Linked DNA regions of Mus musculus: region 2 is linked to region 1. Evidence: chromatin contacts called from public promoter capture Hi-C data. All regions are on one chromosome and are shown on one strand. The core of a region is the stretch at or near the end of the contact, and the rest is flanking DNA. Distances in the headings are between cores, read along the strand shown. Region 1 holds the start of Aatf (apoptosis antagonizing transcription factor). Region 2 holds the start of Prr11 (proline rich 11).

Region 1 (7,391 bases), core at 3,197-5,696:
GTAAGTGGAAGGAAATCTCAATAGGGTATTGAATGGACCCTCAGAGGCCGGTAGGAAGGCAGGCTAGATGGGAGTGATCCATTTTCACCTTGACTCTGGGTGAAGTTCTTTCCCAAAGCCAGCCAAGCATTCTTTGGCTTCCTGCTGTTATTAAATACAGATTTGCATTCTCTGGGCTTAACTGATACAGTTGAAGAGATGTTTGCTGATAAGTTAATATAGAATTGGAAATAGGAATCAAATCCATGGCTTAAAAAAAAAAAAACCAAAAACACCCTGCAACTGAGTGGTGCGGGTCTGTGATTAGGGGAGAGAGCCCAAACACAACACACCCCAGCTCCTCCCTATACTGGCAAAGCCAAGCTTGTGGATGTCAGATACTTGTAAATACAGTTAGACTAGTCTTTTACAGCTTCAATTCATTTTCCATAGATAATCCTGCTTTCTAATTTGGTGGGTTGAAAGATAACCCGAAAATGAATATAAAATATAACTAGAAATGAGATCCTTTAATCCTTTTCACAGAACTGATATGAAATTGTTATTTTTATAGTATTTGCTACGTTTGAAGTTCCCCAGAAGGGAAACGATTTTGCCTGGCATAAGATACATATTAAGTTTCTGCAGAAGAGGAACAAAAATGACCAATAGAGAAATCAAGTTGCAATAGAGAGGGCCTGAGAATAGTTAGCTCCCACCCAAACTGTCATTAGAAATGGAAGACATGTGAGTGTTTTCTTCTGTGAAAATAATGTGTGAGTGTTAGAGTTTTAATATCAGGGTCCCAAGGGTTCTTTATCATAGCGGCTAGATTTCAGCCTGGATTATTCCTTATTTTATTTTATTTTTTAAAAAAATCAAGCATTTTGCATTAAATTGTGTGCAATTTCTAGCGCTGTTTGCATTTTTGTTAAGACACAGCCAAGTTTATCTTTCCCGTAGAGATGGCTTTAGAGTAAGCTATATTTCATTGCCCTCCTATGATGGCTTATCTAACTAACGACAACCAGGGAGGGATCTGGCAGTGTTCTTTCAGAAACAAAAATTTATGAAATATAAGGGAGACTTTGGAAACTCCTAGCCTAACCGTGGCAAACAGCGCATTTTCTTAATATGCAATAATGGTCTCTGTGGTTTTTTTCTTTTAGCATTTATATACATTAAATCAGAACCCACACTCATTACAGCCACCAACCCTGGAACCCTCCCACTTAAAGGCATTCATTTAGCTGAACCTATGCTCATCTCGGGAAGTGGCATTTTCCTATCAAGGGTGCTGAATTATTTAGCAGCTTTATTGTGCTATTGGAGTATTTGATAAGAACCGCTTTAAGAATTGGGCAGGCGGTGTAGATTCAATTCTAACTCCGAGGTGGTGGCTCGGTCTTTTCCCTCTGCGGGTCATTGTGAAACCCAGCGAATACCGGGACAGGTAAACAGATAGCAGGGGTTGGGTCGCATTCACCTCTGCTTCGCACCTCTGGCCCAGCAAACCTTTCCCACACGAACCTTTCCCACGCGGAGCCCCTGGGAGAGAGAGAGAGAGAGAATGACAGGAAGTGTCTTTTGGTCCTCTGTCGACCCCTGCTATCTGGGAGGGCAGTCTCCCCATAGCAGAATTTGGCAAGCACTTTTCTGTCCCCAAGCTATCTTAAAACCTCTACCTCTGTGCCTCTAAAGCACTTGCAGTCAGGATTCCAGCCTCAGAGAGCTGCCATCTAAGCTGAGAATCTCAAAGCTCACAGACTCAACTTATCCCCTTAGCAGCTTGTTTTGATGTATGGCCATTGCAAGAAGGCAGGCAAATTAGTGCAGACCCAGGACAGGTCCTGTCAACAACGGGGATGGGCCTGAGGTTGATGCTGTTTAGGAAGACAGACAGGTCAGAACCTGGTTTCTCTAAACTAGCTGTTTCTGGCCATCGGAGGGAGGTGTCCAATTTAGTCACCTCTGCCCACCCATGGCTATTCCTGCCACTTCGCAGTTCAGGGAGCAGATAAGAGGGAGGTGAACCCCAAACCCCTGTCTTTTCTCCGCAGGGCAGATTGCTCACTTTTAAGCCCCTTTCTGCACAGCCCATCTGTTCACCATCCTACACTTAAGAGGTTGAAACTTCTTCCGGAAGCTCCACTGCCCTTTACTGGCCCTCCAAGTCCAGTAGCACTCCCCGCTGGAGTCCTTTACCTGCCATTCAAGAAAGAAGGAGCTCCTGAGCTTTGAGTGGTCTCTCCCTCGCTCATGTCTTCACTTCCCTTAATTGCATCTTAAGCTCTACCATTCTTCCTCTGTCCTCCCTTCCAGGAAGAAGATTCCTGGGGTAGGAAAGCAATTGGGAGGGTGGTGGTTGGGGTATATGTGACTACTTCCTAAAAAAAAAAAATGGGTTCCCAAGTCAGGAGCAGACAGGAGAGGGAGCATTGGTAAGCAGGCTCGGGGCACCTGTACCTTACACTGTTTGCTCAGATCTGCCTCACACAGGCCAACAGTGTCCTGTATGCACAACAGCTTCAAGGTGGGCTCTGCCCTGCTTCCTTTTCTCTTTCCACCCTGTTCTCCTCACCTTAAAGGGCAGGTTTCTAAGCACCTGAAATAATGAGGGAGGAGGATCTAGGAGAATAGAATTTACTAAGTGTGGGGTAGGAGAACATTTTTGTTCTCTGTGCCCAAGGCTACTGCACCTCATAGAGAACATGTTTTGCTATGGAGGCTCTAACACAGACTCGACTGCAAGCGCAGCGGAGAGGACCTTAAAGAACAAGCTCTCTAAACTACTCTCAGCCATACAGCAATTTTCTTCGCCTGAGTCTTCGCCTAGTCTGACATTCTTTGGCTCTCCACGTCTGAAAGGCTTTACCCTAAAACAGTTGCTTTTTTTTTTTCTATTGTCTAGGCTTGGTCATCTTCACTCAAGGACCAGTTAGGACAGGAACATGAGACATGCCACAAGAAAGTAGAAATCTCTTAAATTTCTTAAATTCGGAAATCTACCTGAATCTGAGGGTGTCTGAATTGTCTTCCAGTGGATTCTACTGGGGAGCTACCAGTTGCCTACGTTGCTGGCTTTGGGATCCAGCTGGCCTGGAGTATACTTAAAAAATGGCACTGGCCTGGGGACTTAGAACTGGAAGAGCTCCTGCTTAGTGTACAGAACACTCTGGGTTCAGCCCCTAGCTCTAAATAAACAGGGTGTAGTGGCAGGCACATGTCTCTAATCCCAGTGGAGACAGGAGGGTCAAGAAATTCAGGGTCATCTTCAATTACATGATGTGTAGGAGGCAAGAGACTGTCTTAACATACAAACAGGCATGGACACAGTGTCTATTATTCAAGTCGTTTTTTCTTTTTTTTTTTTTTCTGGATTCTTCTGAGGCAGCTTTCCTGTTATAGTAGATTCTAGGTCTCCATGGAGGAAGACCTCCAACAGATCAGTATAGACAGACCACTTTACACTCAAATTTGTCATTCCTCGGTGCAGTTCATGTTTCCTGCCCTTCTAGACTGGTCACTGTGTGGAGAGAGAGTCTAACTTACACATCCTATATTTCATCTAGCAGTGCTTGCCACAGTAGTGGGCGTCAAGGGATGCTCCATGAAAAGAAAAACGAATGCAAAGTGATGGCATAGCTTCATGGGCCTGGGTGCAATTACATTTATCACATTAAGGTCTTTGTGTATTTTGAGTCTGGCCATCTAATACCAGAACTGAGTGAAGGGTTTCTCTTCTCCCATCTTCACTAGTTTCGGGGGTCTGACTGAGTCACTCCATCTTTGAACAGAAAAGCTGTTAATATCAACGCTTCTGTAGTAGAGTAATTCTACCCCCCTGCCCCTCCCTGTGATTGCCCAGGCAAGAGGGTACAAGAAGCTACAGAAACAATCTTGATTTGTGGTACAACCATCGCGATTCCTAATTATTTCTATCAATAAAGATCGCACCTCGCCGCACACTTAACACACGCAGGCCTCTCAGATCCTGGCCCGAAGCTGTGTGCCTGGCCGCAGGCTCCTCTACCCTGAGAAAAGCCCCGTTTTGAGTCCCGGGTCTGTGCTTGCTCGAGTGTGTACCTGAGGTTTGAGAGGCTTATCCTTCACTCCCTTTCACAAACCAGCCAGCCACCAGCAGCCACAGCTACTTTACGCTTAATTCCTAAACCAAGCTCGCACAAAGCTCGAGGCGTTATTTCGTGCTTAGGGGACCCTGGCAGCTCAGAGCACAATCAACCTTTCTCGCTCCAAGCGGTCACGTGCTCCGGCGCGCTCCCGCGCCGCGCGTCCGAGGGGCCTCCGGCGCACGCGCGTTCGGGCGGCTCGCAACCCTGCCACGGTTTCGGGCGCCTGCGTCTCAGCTTAGCAGCCCAGTGGTGACGCGACGCCCCGCCCCTCCGGCGCGCGCGCGCCTCCCGGAAGTTGCCTACTGGGATTCTAAACGCCGCCTCCGCGAGGTCTCCGCCTTGAGTTGCCAAGTAGAGTCTGGGCCGTAGCGCCACTGCTGCGAGTGTCGGGCCGGGGGGCTCGGGCTGCAGTGCAGGTTCACGAGCGCAGCGCCGGCAGTGACCTGGTGACCATGGCGGCGCCGCAGCCCTTGGCTCTGCAGCTGGAACAGTTGCTGAATCCGAGACCGCGTGAGGCGGATCCTGAGGCCGACCCGGAGGAGGGTGAGGCCTGACTGGGGCTAACCACGTGCAGAGCAGTGGCTCCGACTTCAAGGGCCGCTGGTGCTTGGACCTGCTCGCCTTCCCTTTTCGCTGGGGGAAAATTGTCTCTTGGGAGGGTGGCGTGAGCAGTAATCCAGCATTCTAGACTCTGGGGGTGGGCGGGACATCAGGACCCTGGCGGGGAGTTGCAGGCAGCCGGCTGGCAGCAGTTTAGGATGCCACTTTTCTTGGTATTACCTTCGAAAGGAGAAAGAAGCCTGATGAGTTTCAGGTTTTTGTGTGTTTGAAACTGACTGCTTCTAAAATCTTCATGAGAATGAAAATGATTACCCGATGCTGTTTAGCCATGTTTATTTAGGCCTTAAGCCATTTGTCCACATTCTGATGACAGACTGATTCTTCATAAACCTGTTCTGAGACCGGCTGGGAGTAATTGTGCTTTAGACTTGGGTCAGGGAGGTGTGAGAAAGACAACTGGAGGGGTGTCATGAGTGTCTATAGCACCCAATGACTGTCACATATTGAGGAAGAATTAAGGACCCTGGGCATGTAGCCGATAACACTTGATGCACTGGATTTAATTTTCAGAACCTCTGAAAAAGAAAAACAATAAAAAACACCATGGAAAAGCAAGGAAGAATCAGATTTATACGTTCCTAGATTTATAAGTTCCAAGGCATAAAAACATGTCTCCTAGTAGTTGCAGGGAGTTAGCTCTCTGTTTAGAAATAGATAGCAATATGACAGCAGTCTCCTTAGAAACCAGAAGTCAACTCCCTATTCCTGTAAGTTAGTTATGTTATGTTATAGAGGACACAATGAATCAAGGGCTGGGGTGGAGCCCAGTACTAAGAGTACTCACCTAGTACAGGAAGGTGGGGTGTGGGGTTGAAATGGCTTAAGTGGGTTCCTGTTAAAGTATTTTTCTAACCTAAGATTCTATTTTTCTCCCTCCCCAACAGCCACTAGAGCCAGAGTGATTGACAGGTTTGATGAAGGGGAAGAGGAGAAAGATGATCTGGCAGTGAGTAGCATTAGAAAGTTGGCACCAGTCTCCCTCTTGGACACCGACAAAAGGTATTCTGGCAAGACCACTTCTAGGAAAGCTTGGAAAGAAGACCATTGGGAGCAGGCTCTGCCAAGTTCATCTGGTGAGTAGACATTTTCACCCCAAACTCTTCTCTTGGCTTAGTTCTGTATGGTTAAACTGTTTTGTTTCTGGATTCTTTCTGGAAGTCTGTGGGTCTCCACTTAATTTAGGAGAGACCATTGAATTGGTACTTGGAAGGGCCTTAGAGGTCAGCATGTTACTTTAAAAAGGATGCTAAAGGGCTGGAGAGATGGCTCCGTGGTTAAGAGCACTGACTGCTCTTCCAGAGGTCCTGAGTTTGATTCCCAGCAACCACATGGTGGCTCATAACCATCTGTAATGGGATCCGATGCCCTATTCCGGTGTGTGTGGAGACAGCTACATAAACATAAAATAAATAAATAATTCTTTAAAAAAAAAAAGGATGCTAAAGCCCAGTTAGGCTTTGTTTCCTGTTAGCGTTTTAGAGATGATAGAAACGTAGTGAGTTCGTGCAGTTGAATAGAGCACAATAACATGTTTGTTCTGTCATATAAGCTCCCACAGATTAACTGGAATGAAAGATGTGGCCTGGTATTTTTCTCTAGGTAACTCCTTTCCCCTTTTTTCCCCTTATAATTTAGATAACGAAGCATCTGATGAGGGAGGATCTGAAGATGGGGATTCAGAGGGCCTGGGCCTGGAGGAGATCTCAGAAGATGTTGACGAAGACTTAGAAGGTGAGGGCGAGGATAGTTCTTTTATCTCAGAATTAGGAGAGACTGAAGCAGGGGAATCAGGAGTTCAAGGCCAGCCTGAGCTACACAGTAAGTTCTGCACTAGCATGTGCTACACCTGAGACCCTGTCTTAAAAAACAAACAGACAAACAGAAACCTAACACTCGAGGTTACCAAGTTCAGGTTAGTGGCTCACCCTGAAATGAGGGGGAAACTGGGCAGAGCATAATGGGTATTGACAGAGCTGTGTGGTTAAAAAAGTTCACATGCCCATGGTGCGTTTTATATTTTGACTCTTTTTGTTTTTCAGGTCTTTTATTGATTTCCTGTGTATTAGTTACTCGTGAAACTGGCCTTTTGTCATTGTAAATGATAACATAATGCTTCCAATCTTTCCCGAGAAAGAATTAGCTTATAGTTTTTTTTTTTTTTTTTTTTTTAAACAGTGTGACTTTTTTTTTTTTTTAAGATTTATTTATTTATTATATGTAAGTACACTGTAGCTGTCCTCAGACACTCCAGAAAAGGCGCCAGATCTTGTTACGGATGGTTGTGAGCCACCATATGGTTGCTGGGAATTGAACTCATGACCTTCAGAAGAGCAGTCAGTGTTCTTAACCGCTGAGCCATCTCTCCAGCCCCCTAGCTTATAGTTTTAAGCAGTAGTACATTTCTCAAGGTGGAAGAAGTCTCTAGATATGGATATCGAGAGGATGCAATTTGTTTTAGGGAGGTCAGTGGAGCTATGTTGAGAATCTACTGATAATATCCAAGGATCTGTCATTCAGGTTATGATATGTATGATCCAGTCCTTGATATAGTTGGAGGAGCTTATCAGGCTTTGTCTACATAGTGTGTTTCAGGCTACCAGGACTCATGCTTTGTTTGTTTTCCTTTAGCATTTTAGAGATGATAGAAACGTAGGAAGT
Region 2 (7,391 bases), core at 2,368-4,867, 2.6 Mb before region 1:
CACATGCACACATGTGCACACACACAAACACACTTAGGCAGCACTTAAATCTTGTGCTTTGGGGCTGGAAAGAGATCTCAGAAGTTAAGGGCAATGGTTGTTCTTCCACAGGTCCTGAGTTCTATTCCCAGCAACCACATGGTGGCTCACAACCCTCTGTTATGGGATCCGATGCCCTCTTCTGCTGTGTCTGAAGAGAGACAGTATACTCGCATACATAAAATAAACAAATCTTTTTTAAAAAAATCTTATTTTTTTTTTAATTCAAGAGTTTATTGAAGGCTACTATAACATGGGAAGCGATTATCAGGGAACCAGTATATTCTGAAGATGATGTTAGCCCAGCCTCACCTTTCATTCTTAAAATATCTGAGGTAGTGAAGAAAGGCATCTGCATTCCCTTCAAACTTAGAACTATCAAAAAAAACAATGAGAGGAATAAAATGTTTCTTTAAAAGTCAGAAGTAAACCAAGAAACAGAATCCAAGTATCCTATTACACTGCCTTTGTGAACAATCCCAAGTGGGTTCACTAAAGGAGGCCAGGAGACAAACACCTCTCAATCAGTTAGTGAAGGGAAAACATTAGTGAGCAAAGGTTACCCTACAATGGATGAGCTTATTCCGCCATTAGTAATGCTGAAATGATGAGAAAATACATTCTCATTAGTTTCACTGACCTTCCTTTAAATGATCCAGTTCAGCAACTCAGGCAGATCAAATCTACTAAACAATGGGATACTAATCCTCAAATCCTGGGCTACAAAACCCAAATTTGGGAATATTTAACTCTGCTAACCAAGCATTGGGTTTTAAAGACAAATGTTAAAAGGCAAATTTAATTTTCTGAATTAGATGTCAACACAGGAAAAATATCAAATAATTTATTAAGATTAGACTTTTTACCAAGTGAAGATAACTACTGCCTTTGCAAAGATAAATAGGCACTCCTATTATATATGCAAGGGCTCCTTAGCAAACCTTTTAAGTATTGTAAAGACCTACTAATAAAAGACGATTGCACAAGGAATCATTTATCTCTGGCTTAGAAAGTAACTTTCTCAACAGGTACTGTTTTTAAAAGAAAGGAAGGAACATGGCAATGTGAAGATGAAATGTCTTTTGTTGTCTAGTCAATAAAAAGCAGTTAATATTGAAAATCATGGTTAAAAATAATGTTTTTCAAGCCCTTGGTTATGAAAAAAAGTTCAGTAACTTGAAAATTGTAAATGCTACTACCATCAATGTACTTCAGGTTATGTTACAAAGGGAAAAGCTGTTTTCCTTTGATCCTCTGAAAAAAGAAATGTTAAAGCTAGACCATAATTTATACAGTATCTAAAATATGTTAAAGTTCAACAACCTCATAACTTCCTAAAACTTACCTTTAACAGGATGTTTAACTTGTATTTTCTTTAAGATAATTTGCTCAATATTTTTTAAAAGTTTGAGAATTGATTGCAATGGAAGGGTTAGATAAAGCTCAGAACTTGATCCACCAATTACAAAAAGCAACCCGTTAAAAACACAGAATTAGCCTCTAACAAGTAAAAATATCTCCACCTATTCCAGTGCAAGGAATTCATACTATGGGAGAGGAACAAGAGAATTTACATGCAGGTTGTTTGATAGACTCTAACCACAATATTTAACATTTTGTGCGTATTTTAAGATGGTAATCACACACCCACACACGAAAAATTCTTAAGTCAAATATTCATTTTTTCAAGATTTGGAAAGCAGCAGAAAATTCTTCTCCTCTTCTCTCCCCCCACCCCCGCCCCCATCCCCACACTCCCTCCACAAAGAAAGTTTTAAAATACAATGTTAAACAAGACTGGAAATCTTTCTAATAAAATGTGTTTGAAACACCTGAATTAATTAACCCAAGAGAAAAGAAACTGAGGCCTCACACCTTCTGGTGTGGGAATGGGGAAGTCGGGGTGGTACTCGCTATCTTCCAGGATCACCCCAAAGTCTATTCCAAAGCAGAAGTTACAAACTCAAGATTTTCCTTGGAGAGAGTGGCTCAGACACAACGGATACCTACGCAGAGGGAAAAAGGGCAGACTGCAGATGGAGTGTTTTACTTTTTAATATTAATCTTGGTATTTTTTTAAAAGGGGGCTGGTGGTCCGATGATCAATCTGGAAGAAAAGTGATCATGCAAAAAGAAGTCTGAAGACAGAACAAGAAAACTAAGAAAAAAGGCGCGGCGATCTAGCGGGCAGTGGAAGGATGGGAGGGCGGGAATAAAGAGAACACTGATGGAGAATGACAAGGCCACTCGGCTGGACGCTCAGTGCACTCCAGCCTTGCCCGCAGCCGCTGAGGGCCTTCGTCCAGGGTTCTCCTTGCACAGAGGAAAGGAATTGAGCATCTAGGAAGCAGAAAGCCGGGCCTGGGGCAACGCCGCTCGCGCCCCGGGAAGGAGCTCCAGGCTCGGTCCCCGCGGCGGCTCCTCTCCCAAGCCGCAAAGAGCCCAGTCTGCGGAACCGCGGGCAAGTTTCTCGTGCAAGTCTAGCATCTTCTTTCAGACTGTCCCAGCTCGCCTGCGAGTAGGTGCATGGTGGACTTGAATTTCTCCGCGCCCCTAGACTTCTGCCCCACCTCATCCTCCATCCCCCTTTTCGGGAGACGTAAACGACCTCTCTCCTCCTCCGAGCTATTAAAGACCGTTCCAGTCACGCTTGGGCAAGGAAGGTAGAAATTCGTGAGGCGGTATCTGTGCCGGGCGCGGCTCCTGGAGCCGATGAAGGAGAAAACCAGGACCAGGGAATTACAAAGGCCCCACACCCTCAACATCTCCCGCCATTTCCCTCACGAGTTCCCCGGATGTAACCCCTTCCCCCGCGGCGGTTAAGAGACCAAGGCGGCGGTAGCTCCCGTAGGTGCAGAAAGAAGGAACTCAATTCAGGTTCCAGCTTCCACAACCCAGTTTCAGGAGACTCTAAAATGCGCTTCACCTTCTAGGCCATCGGTGGAGCACATTAATTACCCAGTAGGTTTCCTTCACTCTCCACTCACCATCAGTTCCAGCTTATCGACCTCCGCCTCCATATTGAATAGTTGACATTCCTCAGACCGCTGAGGCGCTTAAGCTGTAAGCCGTGCTAGCACTGAGGCCCTCCATTGGACAGCTGTCACTCAACGTCTTGCGCTCATTGGCTAGTACGTTCCATCGGCGCCCGCCCATTGGCGCCTGGGTAACGCCCCTCGTTATAAAACGCACTTTCCTGTTGGACAAAGACACAAAACGCCGCAGGGGGATTGGCTGCTGAATATATGAATTTTTCCATTGGCTGCCTTATGGTCCCTACTTTCAAGTTCATACTTGGAAAAGAGTTTGCGATTGGTGTACTCGGAAGCAGCAGCAGCCAATGACATAAAAGCTTCCACTGCGGGCCTAGGCGACGTGACACACCTCCTTTTCTCTCCGGCTTCCCCGCCCCTTCTCGCCCGCCTTTCCTTATTCATACAAGAAGCGCCTCAGTTCCGATTGGCCAGGATGTGATGCTCTTTTGGCCAATCGTAGTCCAAGCTGTGCTTTGATCCTTTCAAGACAACGAACCCTGTAGAGACCACGTCTACGATTGGTCGCTCGTCGGCAAAGATTTAATTTTGAAATTTTCTTTATGGTGTGGAAGAGGCTTAGGCCCGAACTTCGTCTAATCCCCAGGCTCTTAGACTAGTAAGTGCAACGACGTTTTTTCTCTTTGTTACCTGGTCCCGTCTTCCGTTACTCGAACTGTTGATGACTGGGTTCTTATGGAGGTGGGGTCTTGAGCTGGACAGGGAAGGGAGATGGAGCAGAAAAGGAAAGGTTTCGGGCAGGAGAAGAGCTCCGCTGGCAACATCTGAGACACATTTTTTATTTAACACTGCAATATATAGTTTGAAGTGATTGCCTTTTTGCTCAGTCTTTGTCGTAACTTTTTGCTTCTCAAAGGGGGCCCACCGACTGGCGGTAATTGGCTTCTCTGGGCGCTAGCGAAAAATGCAAATTATAGGAATCTACCCAAATTTCCTATCACAATGTTTATTTAACCAGATGCTCTCCCCAGCCATTCTTCAGCGCATTTACGTTTATGGAGAAGTATTTTATGTCAGGTAATTTTACAGTGTTCCATGATGCAAAATGACTTCTGACATCTACTTTAAAAGTATACCCCTTTTACTGTGTGTCTAGTAGTGTGCTGGGTAAGACTAAGGACCTGTGGTCACTCTGAGAAAGACACAGGGAAGAACCGGGTGGGGTTGGGGATAGCAATGCTTCACGACTTAAAACAAAATTGACTATAGGACAATGGCAGAGATCATGCTTCAGCATTCAAGGCAAACCAACTAAACTGATGATGGAAATTAAATTGACTAGAGGGGGATGTAAAACATGTGTTTTAGAATAGTGATGATGAAGTAAATCTGTCACTTATGCTGCTGCTACAGTTTTAGAAGTGCCCCTGGCCAAAGACCTTTCCATATAACTGATGGAGTTCTTAAAGAACCAGCAGTGTCAACTCATGAAGAAGACTAATTATATTGTTCTGAGACAGGAGCTTGTGTATCAACAACTAACCCAGACTTTTTTAAATTTTATTTTTTCAGATAAGGATGTATATTTAAATATAAAACAGAAATATTTTAAGTACTATTAAGTGTTTCAAAATACCTGTCTTTTTTGTTTGTTTGGTTGGTTGGTTGGCTGGTTGGTTTTGGTTTTTCGAGACAGGGTTTCTCTGTATAGCCCCAATTGTCCTGGAACTCCCTCTGTAGACCAGGCTGCCCATGAACTCAGAAATCCGCCTCCCTCTGCCTCCCAAGTGCTGGGATTAAAGGCGTGTACCATCACTGCCTGGCTTCAAAGTACCTGTCTTAAAACAAACCTTTCATTTTGGGTAATTGTATAAAGCCTGTTAAAGTTACTATAGCCCCATAGTCTATTAGAAAAAGTCATGGTCTCTGGAGACTTATAGGTCTTCATTATACTTCATTGTATTATATTAGGCAGATAGCTAGTCTAAGCCTCAGCTTAATTTTGTATAACACTAGGACTAAAATCTTCCTTGTCAGGGATTGAAACCTTTGAGGACATTGAACATTAGCTGAGGAAAAGTAGGTTGTACCCCACTTGAGGGGGCATTTAACAAATGGTCCCTCCCACTATGACATCTGCCTATCATAGTAGGTGCTCATTATATGTTGCTGAATCACAAACCTATCTTTTAATATAATATAATCCACTACAGCCATTTTCTCTATTGTAAGAAAAGCAAAGGGCTAAGTACTGTAGTCACTCAGTAATAGACCACTTGCCTGGGTTTGGTCTCCAGCCGGGAAGAGGGACTTGCAGGGAATAAAGAGAAATTAATTTGACTTCATGAATAAAACCACAAAAGCAAGGTGAGGGGCTAATGTAAAGCCAAAGGGAAAGATTCTGCAGAGACATTGTAATCTGAGTTTACAACTTCTTCCATTTGAAGTGGTTTCTAGAATCCTGGTTACTTTCTCTCTGGCTTTTGGTTTTATCTTGTTTTATGAGACAGGGTCTCGTGTACCTAGGCTGGGCTTGAATAAGTCTATCCATAAGTCTTGATCTACCTGTCTCCACCTTCCGAGTAGTGAGTACGGGTGTACCTCGGATTTTAGATGTCTTAGATACAGGATCACTTATGTATCTTAAGATGTTCTTCAATCCACAGCAGTCCTTCTGCTTCAAATCCCAGTCCCCAATGCTGGGACTGCAGGTCTCTACTACCATGCCCAGAACTACAATTTAAATCTTAATCAAGGTTGGAGAAAAAGGAAAATCCTTGAAATAAGCATAAAACAACCAAGATATATAACATATTCAGGGATGTATAAAATTTCTATATCATAAATCATTGAACTATATACTGAAATTTTAAACATTTTCTATATTATACATTATTATCTAAGAGAACATTCATTTCAGGAACTAAGGAAATGGCTCTGTAGTTAGGAGCACTGGCTGCGCTTCTAGTGGACTTGAGTTCAATTCCCAGCACCCACATGGCAGCTCGCAATCATCTGTAGCTCCAGTTTCAGTGGATACGAAGCCCTCTTCTGGCCTGCTCAGGCCTGCAAATGGTGTGAAGACAGACACACAAGCAGGCAAGGCACCCATCTACATAAAATACAGTTTTTTTCAACTTCAAATTTTTCTCTACAGAAATCATGCCCAAGTACAAACAGCGAAGAAGAAAGCTAAAAGCCAAAGCCAAACGAATGTCTAAGAAGAAAGAAGCCGCTGTGGTCTCTCCTAAGTTATTGACACCTTCCCCTCCCCTCCCCGAACCGGAAAGGTAAAGTGTGATGGGGAAGACAGGAATGAGTCGATCTCACCCCTGTCAGCCAGGGATAATATACAACATGCAGTCCAATTTGAATTTTGTCCTCCACATAAATCTTTTTTTTGGCTGGGGGTGCGGGGGGGGGGGGGGCTCACTCTGTAGACCAGGATGGCCTCGAACTCAGAAATTCGCCTGCCTCTGCCTCCCGGGTGCTGGGATTAAAGGCGTGTGCCACCATGCCCGGCTAGGTTGACATTCTGTAGGTTAACAGGATGATCAAGAATTCAAGGTTATCCTCAATTTAGACAGCTAATTCAAAGCCTACATGAACTATGTGAAGCTGAATCAAAAATAAGTAAGTTAGATTTTTAACCAGACATCCTGAATTTCACATAGCACAAGAGTTCAAACGAGGACTGTAGAGATGGCTCAGTGGTTCACAGACTGCTCTTGCCTAAAATACTTTGAATTCCCAGCACCCATATGGGGCAGCTTATAATTGCCTATAACAACACTCTAGAGGATCTGATACCTTCTCCTGGGCTCCTCAAGTGTCTGCAGACATACACACACACACACACACACACACAAACTTTTCTTTAAAAATGCGTTCCAATGAAGTAAAAATCAGAAAGAGTTCTATTCAAACCCAAAGTACCTATTTCCCCTTTTGAGTTGAATTTTGCTGACTAATTATAGCAACTATCTGATGAGAGAGGGGCACAGAGCTTGATAAAGCCTTCGTTCTGGTCAGGTTGACCATCTATTCTGAAACTCGGAAGTTGAATGTATCATAGGAAGGAAGGCTGAGCCCCAGAAATTGTAGGGTGCTGGTGTTCCTACTAACATGCTTTGTGCACCCAGTGTTGTCCCTCCCTCTCCACTCTCTTTAGTTCTTGAGGATAGCTTCTTATTTGTTGATTCCCTTTGACTCTTTCTATCTTCTATCTCCAGTCCTGGCCACCCTGGAACTGTCTGTAACCCAAACTGGCCTTGAGCTTTTAGAAATCATCCTGCTTTAAACCCTCCCCTGTTTCTCCTCTGGGTGTTTGGTATGTACCACCTTATTCAGCTTACTTTA

What was found. Promoter capture Hi-C pulls out the DNA fragments that hold promoters and counts their contacts.
Region 2: a promoter capture Hi-C map of pre-B cells shows a contact between it and region 1, with 3 times the contacts expected there. The contact joins the promoter of Prr11 here to the promoter of Aatf in region 1. A contact is called at or near these places in 4 of 39 promoter capture datasets (cranial neural crest, frontonasal cranial neural crest, liver and 1 more).

What each region holds. Positions count from the first base shown.
Region 1 is chr11:84,510,556-84,517,946 of GRCm38.p6, reverse strand. Aatf (apoptosis antagonizing transcription factor) reads left to right here and starts at 4,446. Exons shown (of 13, transcript NM_019816.1): 1 at 4,446-4,655; 2 at 5,618-5,806; 3 at 6,369-6,464. The coding sequence starts at 4,565.
Region 2 is chr11:87,104,940-87,112,330 of GRCm38.p6, reverse strand. It overlaps Prr11 (proline rich 11), which reads left to right and starts at 3,617. Exons shown (of 10, transcript NM_175563.5): 1 at 3,617-3,690; 2 at 6,190-6,322. The coding sequence starts at 6,195. Ska2 (spindle and kinetochore associated complex subunit 2) reads right to left here and starts at 3,070. Exons shown (of 4, transcript NM_025377.3): 1 at 3,027-3,070. The coding sequence starts at 3,059.